Linked DNA regions of Hordeum vulgare: regions 1 and 3 are each linked to region 2. The links are chromatin contacts, called in public Hi-C maps. All regions are on one chromosome and are shown on one strand. The core of a region is the stretch at or near the end of the contact, and the rest is flanking DNA. Distances in the headings are between cores, read along the strand shown.

The links. Hi-C and Micro-C count contacts between places; a contact is called where the count stands out from the background.
Region 1: a contact with region 2 is called in a Hi-C map of seedling, with 5 times the contacts expected there. The contact joins the promoter of LOC123426447 here to the promoter of LOC123426445 in region 2. A contact is called at or near these places in 4 of 6 Hi-C or Micro-C datasets (leaf and seedling).
Region 3: a contact with region 2 is called in a Hi-C map of seedling, with 5 times the contacts expected there. The contact joins the promoter of LOC123426442 here to the promoter of LOC123426445 in region 2. A contact is called at or near these places in 4 of 6 Hi-C or Micro-C datasets (leaf, seedling and an unstated tissue).

Annotation. Positions count from the first base shown.
Region 1 is chr2H:410,933,548-410,937,212 of MorexV3_pseudomolecules_assembly, reverse strand. It overlaps LOC123426447 (importin beta-like SAD2), which reads right to left and starts at 1,278. Exons shown (of 22, transcript XM_045110293.1): 1 at 1,020-1,278. The coding sequence starts at 1,109.
Region 2 is chr2H:410,386,076-410,389,721 of MorexV3_pseudomolecules_assembly, reverse strand. LOC123426445 (probable protein phosphatase 2C 38) reads left to right here and starts at 2,030. Exons shown (of 5, transcript XM_045110290.1): 1 at 2,030-2,912. The coding sequence starts at 2,445.
Region 3 is chr2H:409,680,775-409,684,191 of MorexV3_pseudomolecules_assembly, reverse strand. It overlaps LOC123426442 (serine carboxypeptidase 1-like), which reads left to right and starts at 1,867. Exons shown (of 13, transcript XM_045110284.1): 1 at 1,867-2,215; 2 at 2,320-2,396; 3 at 2,672-2,794; 4 at 2,870-2,972; 5 at 3,054-3,091; 6 at 3,186-3,287; 7 at 3,378-3,417. The coding sequence starts at 1,930.

The DNA of each region.
Region 1 (3,665 bases), core at 29-2,528, 550 kb before region 2:
CGCTCTCATGAATAATAAGTTTCAATTACATATTATGTAAACAAGGGCTATCCAAAATGCAGTGCACTCCAGAGCGCCATTCAAACAGCTATAACGATATAGCAAACAGCTCGTTCTATGCACGGAAGTTGGCTAAGAAACTCTCTTTACAGACAGTTCATCCAAGTGGACGTGTGCAGATAGCTAAAAGAATGGATATTATCACTCTGCTCCAACAAATTTACAATCTTGTGGAAAGATTAAACTGCACCCATACAAAGCATATAATACTATTGACTTCTTTTAGATGCATATAATACTATGACATTAAAAAGGAAGGGAGCAAACAAGCAACTCTGTGATGTACAGATGTTCATCGTTAACAAGATGCATATAATACTATGACATTAAAAAGGAAGGGAGCAAACAAGCAACTCTGTGATGTACAGATGTTCATCGTTAACAAATGCTCGTGTGGAATCATTAGATGATTACATGCCACTAAAACATTTAAAATTTATATGCCGCCTTAGTCTCAGCTGTGATGGCAGCCTGCTTGATTGAACAGGTTGCCAAGCCACCAACCCTGAGGTGTTGATGAGCTGGAACTCAATAATGCCAGCTACAACACTAGCATGAGCTAGGGACACATGCAGCCTGTAAAAACACTGAGCATAGCTCCACAACAAAGACGGAACTAGATGACAACGGGCAGCAAGCATCAAACCAGTCCAGAAGTGAAGCTCATACAGATCACCGGCTCAAACCGATCCAACTCAGCAACCTAGCTCCAGATCACGGAAGACATAGCAACAACAATCAACTTGGCACGGAACAGAGAAGTTGGGTTGACGTGACTGGTTCGATTGAGCAGGATTCCACGGCAAAACGCAACAGCGGAGAGGCGCGAGGCAGTGATCCGACGAACTCCTACCCCCAATCCACCCCCTTCCACCGCGGCTAGACCGATGGCGCGTGGACGATGCAAGCAACGGACCGAGAGTCTAGAGCGCCATCGAGGCGGCGGTGGAGGGGCTAACCTGCTCGAGGCTGGCCTCAGCGGCCTTGCGCTCCTCGGGGGCGTGGCTGAGCGCCGCGCGCAGCACGAGGGTCAGGTTGGACAGATCCATGGCGGCGACCCGACCGAGCTCGAGCAGCGACGGCGGGGCGCGAGGGGCGAGGCCGCAACCCCGAGCTAGGGTTCTCGATCGGCGACGCGGGGTGGTGGAGAGGGAGGGGGGGCGGGGGGTGGGGTGGCGAGTGGGGAGGGTCGGGGGTCGGGGGTCGCCTCCTCCCACTTCTGGGTTCTGGCCTCGCGGAGACCTGGGGGTGTTGAGAGGCGTGCGTGCGTGCGCGCCGCACCGTGCCGTGCGTGCTCGAGGCAGAGAAAGGAGGGGTGGATCAGTGGAGTGGTGCTGGGTATTTAAATCTAGGGTTTGGTCGGGGTTTTGCTCGGGAGCAAGCCCGCCCGGGCAGCAGCGAGACTTCTTCTGGGGGCAAGGCAAGGCCCTCGTCCGAACCCGAGGCCCAGTATTCTGTGAAATCTTGGGTCCGATTTATAGATGGATAAGTGTTCATGTATTTGGCATTCTTTTGGATGCTCTCTAGTGGGCTCTTCACGTGGTTATTGCTTATGACTGTGAAGCGATCATCAAAGAAATCATGTCCGTCACAAAGGAAAGATACAATTTCATTGTCAAGGAGATAGGACTTGCTATTCATAATTTTACCAAACGCGAGTTTGTTTTCGAAGGCTGTGAGAGGAATGTTGATGCTCATAATTTAGCTAAATTTGCTTCTATTTTAGGTGATGGGCGTCACGTGTGGCTGGGTTCACCCCATGACCCTTTTGTCACTCATGTAAATTGTTCCCCTAATCAATAAATATCGGTTTATCACTCAAAAAAAAAGGTGGGCTCTTCACGAGTCAGTCATGGAAGCATTGCACATTGTGTTCTAGTGTCATCACGTGTCAGTTGGAGTGTTTTTTTGACGAAAATTACTATTCTGATTAATTAGCTATAAGTTAAGGACGAATTGACCTCAATTTAAAAAGAAATAAATTGTATTTGGCTTATTTGTCACGCCAATATCTATGGGTCTCGTTTGATGGAAGATGGTGTGGTCCCTACTCTTTCCCCTTGGCCCACACAATGCGATGGCTCGTTGACCGTTTTGATGTGGCTTTTCTCCTGATAAGTAATCCAGCCTTGCGGGCCTACCCCACCCCACCTTCCTTATTCTCTAGCGAGAGTCGAGCGCACGAACAAAGAGGGGTTCTCTCTCGCCCCCTTCCCTCTTCCCTCACTAAATCTTCAAGATCTATTCATTCCATCCCTCAAATCCATGGATGTGAGGCTCGTAGGCATCCTTGAGGTATTATTCCCCCTTCCCTTCGATTTATTTTGGTTGGATCATCTTCTTTTGATGCATTATTCAACATTAGGTGATGTTAGATGAGTAGATGATTTCTTTGTTTGAGGAAAAATATATAGTTGATAGACGATTTTAGATAATCGGCAGATACTAGATGGTGTGTTGTTGAATTTGTAGGCCGTATTAATTTGGATTAATGCCTATATGGGCTATTCATATGTTGTGGGAACCCGCATGAAAAGAGATTATGAACACTTGATGGTTTTATATGGTATGGTTTGTTTGAGATATTGGTTTGGTTATAGATGATTAATGTTTGCATATGATGTCCCATAGGGTATTATCAAGAGAGATGATGAAGAGATGATGGTTGTAGGTGATATTGTTTGTTTGAGAATTTTCCTTGATTTATGGATGATGTGTGTGTATGCACTAGCAATTTGGTTTTTTATTTGCAAGCAAGTCCAATATGTTGAGATGATGTGTGTATGTGGTATGAAAGTATATGATGTGTAGATATCAATGGAGTAGAGAGTACATTTTGTTTTGAACTATGAAAAGAATAATGCATTATGTTGATATGCAAATTCATATGATTTGATATTGTTCATGGCAAATTGAAAGTTATAGCTATGTATATTTAGATGATGTTGGATATGTATATTTAGATCACGTTGTTATGCCAAATTAGTTGATACCTGTTCATCTTTGGTTTTGTAGGATGGCACATGATGGACCTTGGTATGATGGTTTAAGTTATTAATTCGACGAGGAGAATCATGCTCGGGCCATTGATAATCGGCAGGTAAGAAGCAAGACTTACCAATTTTCGGTAATTTACATGTGTGTTTAGGTACTAATCAGAACATTAATTTTGTTTGCATTTTGTAGTTTATATGTGCATGAGAGATCATGGTGCGAATATCTATCTTAAGGACGTGCGGTATGTTTGAATTTGAAGGTCGTTACTGAGGATGCTAGTGAAGATAGTGATACTAATGAAGCAAAAACTAAAACATTTGATTCTAATCATGATCCTCCTAAAAACCGAGCTCCCCAGGTAGAAGCCCCGCCATTCTTAAAAAGTAAAATATATCATGTGGGTAACGGTAATATTATTGGAAAAGGTGTCATTCAAGAATTCTTTGAGTGTGCGGGAGTCATACCAATCATTAGAGGATTGATGTCTACTACACATTTTTATTCTTGTAGACGTTGTTGGGCCTCAAAGTGCAGAGTTTTGTACGACATCAGCAAATTTTCCTGAAGTGGATAACCTAAGATTTATCAATACGTGGGAGGTGTAGGAT
Region 2 (3,646 bases), core at 781-3,280:
TTACGCAGAAACCCGGCATTGATTTCAATGAGACTTACTCTCCAGTAATGAGTGGAACCACTTTCCGATATCTTATATCTATGATAGTGCAAAATTGTCTATCCATGCAGTTGATGGACGTCGTGACCGCATATCTTTACGGGTCACTAGATTCGAACATATATATGAAGGTTCCTGACGGAATCTCTGTCCCGAATAATAGTGCAAAACGCAACATGTATTGTGTAAAGCTGAATAATTCATTGTATGGCTCAAAACAGTCGGGATGGATGTGGTACAACCGACTAAGTGAGTTCCTTCTTCAGAAAGGTTACTCCAATAGTGATGATTGTCCATGTGTCTTCATCAAGAAGTCCTCCATAGGATTTTGCATCATTTCTGTGTGTGTTGATGATATCAACATCATCGACAGTGCACCAGACATTGATGAAGCAAGCAATCACCTAAAGATGGAATTTGAGATGAAGGATTTGGGTAAAACCAAATTTTTCTTAGGTATTCAACTTGAGCACCTTCCCTCAGGAATCATGGTACACCAAGTTGCCTATATCCAGAAAATATTGGAGAAATTCAATATGGACAAATCCTATCCATCTAAAAATCCTATGGTGGTTCGATCTCTAGACGTTGAGAAAGATCCGTTCAGACCGAGGGATGATGGAGAAGAGGTGTTGGGACCTGAAGTTCCATATCTCAGTGTTGTTGGAGCGCTTATGTATCTTGCAAATTGCACAAGACCTGATATTGCATTTGCAGTGAATCTGCTTGCTAGACACAGCGCAGCTCCCACCAAACGACATTGGTCTGGAGTAAAGAATATCTTTCGATATCTCCAAGGCACAAAGGATCTTGGCCTATTTTTTCAGTTCTAGCAAAATCTGGACTTTGATATGATTGGGTATGTAGATGCCAGTTATTTGTCTGATCCCCATAATGCCAGATCTCAGACCGGTTTTGTGTTCCTACATGATGGTACAGCTACATCATGGAAGTCTTCAAAACAAACTCTAGTGGCTACATCTATCAATCATTTTGAAATAATTTCATTATTTGAAGCATCATGTGAATGTGTATGGCTTCGCAGAATGATAAACCACATACAACAGTCATGTGGAATTGGTTCAATTGAATCACCCACCATTATCTATGAGGATAATGCGGCCTGTGTTGCATAGATGCAAACATGATATATCAAGAGCAATATCACTAAGCATATTTCTCCTAAATGGTTCCCCCCCCCCACCACAATCTTCAGAAAAGCGGGGAAAATAAGCATTCTGCAAGTCAAATCATGCGACAACCTTGCTGATTTATTTACTAAGTCTCTACCAAACTCAACATTCCAGAAATATGTTCATGGAATTGGTATGCGACGATTTAGAGACTTGCAGGCAACAGGGGGAGTCTCTCCTTGAGATATCCTTGTTCAATAACATCACATTATGCTATCTCTTTGTGAGTTTATGTTTCAGGTTCTCATCAAGTTTTCATGAAGAACTTTTTGGAGGAGAATCTTTTCAAGATGATAGCCCTACTTGGATGATCGTGAGACGATTCTACATGGTCAAGCGTAGGTTAGGGGGGTGAAGATTTATTACACTAATGTAATTAGGGAATCTACTTTTCCCAACCGCCGGGCGGCTCTGTCCTCAATCGACGCCTCTCCCGCTCGTCCTGGAACCGGTGTCTCTTCACAGAGCGTCGCGTCTGTCCGGCGATATATAATCGCTGTAAACAGTAACGAATGATCAAGGAATCTGTTTCGATTCTAAACAAGATGGTATTGAACTGTGTTTTTTAAATCACGACAGAGGTAGTACTATTAATACGTACCGGTGAGCGGGACAGCCATGCCCATTCACTCCCGTTGCCGACCAACCCCCTTGCAACGTGTTTCTCTGGGTCCGTCGCCCGGTCGCCGTCTCACGACAACCACGCAACCAGCCGACGAGGAGGCCCCCCTTCCCCTCTTCCTCCCCGCCCACTTGCCCCATCCTCTCCCTTTCTGCCACGGAGATTCTTGCCTCCGCCTCTCCTCTCCGGTCCACACCCGCGGAGGCGCCGCGCAGGCCACAGGAGAGGAGGGGAGGTGGCACCTGTTCCTGTTGGGCTTCTTGTCCTCTCAGCTTCCCTTTCGCCGTCGCCACAGATAGAATAAGAATAATATCGTCGATTGAACCAGTAAAACTGATATCTTTGCTACTATTCACCGTGTTCCAAGCCCTCCTTAGTGCCAGCCACGCCCACTTCGTTCGCGCCCTTGCAGCGACCAGTTCTTGCGTCTACTCTTCGCCACGCCGAGGTCCATCCATGTACCAAACCACTCTCCTCTCCCTGCAAGATCCGACTCCGGCCAAGAGATTTGCTTCTTGAGCCAAGATCCTGACCTAAGCAGATAGCAAGAGACGACGAGGGAAGGGGGCGGAATCATTCGGAGAGAGGGCATGGTGGCGGTCGCGGCTGGGAGGCGCCCCGTGCTCAGCCGCCGGAGGTCCGGCTGCGGTGCCGGTCAGCAGCAGCTGCAGCACCCGCAGGCGCAGCAGCAGCGGATGCTGGCGGTCGCCGTCGCCGCGCGCGTCGCCGCGGCCAAGCCTGCGGCCACGGAGGCCGCTTTGTATGGCGGCGGCGGCGGCGACGGGTGCTGCGTTGATTTTCTTGTTTGCCTGCTCCGGGGGCTGGGCGTGACCCCCGCAAGCACGGGGCCTGCGCAGTTCAAGTGGGCCGCTCGACCATTGCGGCGGAAGCGGCACGGGGGTTCCTCCCCACGCGGCACCTCCGCCGAGGGAAGGCGTCCCGAGCTTATCAGGGGCGCTCCCGGGCGCTTCGCCGGCAACGGCGCCTGCGCTAGCGCGTCACTGTACACGATGCAGGGCAAGAAGGGCGTCAACCAGGACGCCATGGTTGTCGTGGAGGTATACTCTTTGAGTTCTTAGTTCTGTATTTTTTTTCTTTCTATTTTCCTCTTCTGTTAATTCCATGGGTACCTTTCGATGATGTGTGACTCCTACGGCATATGCTCCACACGTATTTGGATACGATGAAAAGGATGTCTTCATGATTTTGTTCGACCTGAGCCAATGCTCGTATTTACATGAAGAAACATAACTGTCTAATTGGGGCAAAGTTATTGCACATCTAAATAACTAAATCAAGCATTAAAAGGAAAAGAAAAAAGAAAAGAAAATACCGACACGAATCTCCACGTAAGATCATTGATATAGGACTTAGATGTGCAATAATTATCTCACATCTAGATGTGTTTTAGCAAAACCGAAGTTTATAATACATGTCTTCTTAGGTATGCTTGATCTGGACCAGGCAAACAAAGATATTTTTTACTTTCACATAAGACGCACACGTGGCGTCTTGCTGTAGAATGCCTGTTTGATTCCAACAACTTCTGGGGTAGAATACCATTTTCATTTGTCTCGTTTACGTGGCTTCACATGGATTGCCATTGGATATGGCCTACTAAATCGCCGGCAGAGTGTTCTAGCTGGTAGTTTAACTGGGCTCAATTATTGTCCTCCCAAATGGAGAAACCTGTAAGCACGCACATGCTTCTTATCGTTATCTTAATATTTCCTTTTAAGGACGATCTTCTCTTCATTTCTCATGAACTCCTAGAGTTGAACACATGGGACTT
Region 3 (3,417 bases), core at 618-3,117, 710 kb after region 2:
GCAATGGACAATCTCACTACTAACATTGCCACTCAGATTATTATCATGGCCTCATGGAGCATCTCGTTGGCAAAGAATGACGAGATATTTAGAAGAGCACCGACATCATTGATTATATGGAAATATTATTTTAAAAGAAGGGCTCCAAGTAACTCAAGTAGGTGCTAAACATAATTAAGGAGAGAAGATCACTTTCGCGATAATACAAAACTTGTAATTTAGTTCCATGTACTATAAAACTGGTATTGGATGGCTTTGATGTTCTATGTACTTTAGTTTTTTACTTTTATACCTAATATTAAAGGAAGGTGTGTTTCTCTATTTTCTGGTCCGTTCACACATGAAAAAAAATCTATCAAAAGTGGTATTAAATTTTTGTGTGTCCTTTGCTACAAAACGGAAAACGATTTGTCCATAATTTCATACGTGGGTCGCGTACGCTATAGTCCACCGAACCCAGTCCATGGATTTTTCTACCCACATGGCTGGAAAAACACTATTTACTGCACGATACGGTAAATAGTCACAACTTATCATGGGTGTCTAAGACTAGGGCAGCCCGTTTTCAATTTTTCTATGCTTATTTTATTTTTATTTTTTGTTCATTTCTCTTTTTCTTTTTTGTTTATTTTTTCCTTCCAAGTTTATTTTACCTTCTTAATATTTTGTAAATTTAAATTTTAAAAATATATTCAAAATTTCAAAATGAAAACTTATATATTCAAAATTCTGAAAATATTACCATTTTCCGAAAAATATTTATATTTTCCAAAAAATAAGGATGTTTAAAAAAGTCACTTAATTGTTTCCAAATTTGAAAAAAAAATTACTGAAATATTAAAAAATTCAAAATAATGTTCGCATTTAAAAAATATTTTCTAAATTGTTCTGAATGTTCAAAACATATTCCCCTTTTTAATAATCATTAATAAACTAAAATGTTCGTATTTTTAATAAAAAAATAAGTTTTTATAATTTTTTTTGTTAATCACGAAAATTGTTCTCATTTCGAGTTGTGATTGTGTGTTCCAAAAAAATATTCTCATTTTCTGGAAATGTTCAGGATTTAAAAAGAACATGTTTCCAAAAATATTCGGCAGTTTGTAACTTTTATTATTATTTTGAAAAGTTTGAAAAGAATCAATAAACAAGAAAAAATATTTCAAATCTCAGACTACAATATGTACTTAAATATTTATGTTGTCCATGAATTAGCAGGACGCGTTTATTCGATTGGCTAGCAACACATGATCAGATCTTTGAGGTCGTGAGTTCAATTCTTCAATGCCTTTAATAAAAATTACTCGTGCCTTACAAACACACGTTGTTTTGGTGTGCGCCAGTGGGTTGGCCGAGATAAACCCTGATAAAGAAGAGACATTCATGCCTGATTAAAAGCTGATTAAGCTAATGAAACAAGATTCATGCATAGAGTTAGCAATCCATCTGATTACATCATTGTATGAGAGAGTGGTCGAAACAACCATGTTCGAAGGTCCGATCAACCCCACCATCATCAAGATTTCAGAGCAATTGTTATTATTAATGAAGATACCGTGGAACAATTGCTCTATGATTGAAGCTTTAAAAAAAAAGTCTCGTAGCCAATGACAAACAGATTATGTGACGACCATGTGTTTACGCACTGCCTTGGCAGCCTCCCTAACATTTTGAAGGGCCCTACTCTGCATTCACACCGTGGATGGTCTCACCAGCATAGCACGGCCACATGCCGCTCCATCACTCAAAAATGCTAGACCTACGTAGGACATTAACGTAAAGCTACGTTGTTGACTTCCTCAACCAATCACCTTCCCCCCCTGATTTCCTCCATCACTGGTGCTCGGCCTCAGCCACTGCTCTGTAGGAGTATAAAACGGACACCAACGTCTTACCAAACCTCTCCTACCGCGGGCCTCAAATCCATCAATGGCGTCCTGGCCCTCTCTCGCCCTCCTCCTCGCTCTCGTGCTGCCCCTCATCCCTCTCGCCGTCGCGGCCCCGGAGAAGCACCTCGTCACCCACCTCCCGGGCTTCGACGGCGCCCTCCCGTCCAAACATTACGCCGGGTACATAACCGTGGACGAGAGGCATGGCAGGAGGCTGTTCTACTACCTGGTGCTGTCGGAGCGTGATCCGGCCGCCGACCCCGTCGTGCTCTGGCTCAACGGCGGCCCCGGCTGCTCCAGCTTCGACGGATTCGTCTACGAGAATGGTTTGGATGGGGTTGACCTTGTTCTCACCTCTCGTCCCGACCGGACACGGCTAGTTTCTTGTGTTATCTTGTGATTTTGGGCCGGTGCTCTCTTCTTTGCTCAGGCCCCTTCAACTTTGAGCATGGAAGCACCCCCGGAGGACTGCCCAAGCTGCAGCTCAATCCCTATAGTTGGTCAAAGGTAATCCATCCGCATACCTGAACAAAGCCTAGGAGCACAGGCCTACCCTGCAGCAACCTGCCCAAAATTTACGACTACTAGTCTAGCTCGGCTCTGCTAAATTTGTCCTTTGTCCACATAACTACGCTAAAAATGTAGACTACTTTGGAACATGACTGTCCAACTATATCTGTCTTACCAGAACCCGAATCAGTTCCCATGTTGGCAGAAAACGAGCAGTATTGTTTTTTTTCCCATGCCAAGTGATTGAATAAATGTGTCATTAAACTAACTAGGTTTCAAGCATGATGTACCTGGACTCCCCTGCCGGTGTTGGGATGTCATATTCATTGAACAAATCGGATTACACAACAGGTGATCTGAAAACCGCAGCCGATGCGCATACCTTCCTTTTGAAGGTAATCTTTGCTTCAGTAGCAGTAACTTGCACTACATAATAGAAGAAACGATGATGATTTTACTCATTTTTGCAGTGGTTCGAGTTATACCCAGAGTTTCAGTCGAACCCATTCTACATTTCCGGAGAGTCATACGCAGGGATATACATTCCTACGCTTGTTGATGAAGTTGTTAAAGGTGGATTTTTGTCACTCACAGCAAGTAGACTGTTCATGGTTGAGATCAGAGGTTTCTTACATCATCCTTACGTCGTTGCAGGGACACAGAAGGCTCTGAAGCCAAGAATCAATTTGAAGGTCATTCCCACTGACATTTTATTCGTCGCCATTCAGTTGCGCGTGCAAACTTGTGTGTGTGAGCTTACAGTCTGAGGTTAATGCTTGCATCCAGGGCTATCTAATTGGTAATGGAGCAACTGACGCAGACTACGATTTAAACTCTTTTGTGCCGTTTGCACATGGGATGGGTCTCATATCAACCGACTTGTTTGAGGTGTTTGTGCATAATTGTCGGTGCTGCAAGTAGTCTCATCTGTGAACAGATAGTAAGCTGACAATGACTTGACTGTTTGCCCTGTTTCAGGATGTCAGTGCTGCTTGCCATGGCACATTCTGGGGAGAAG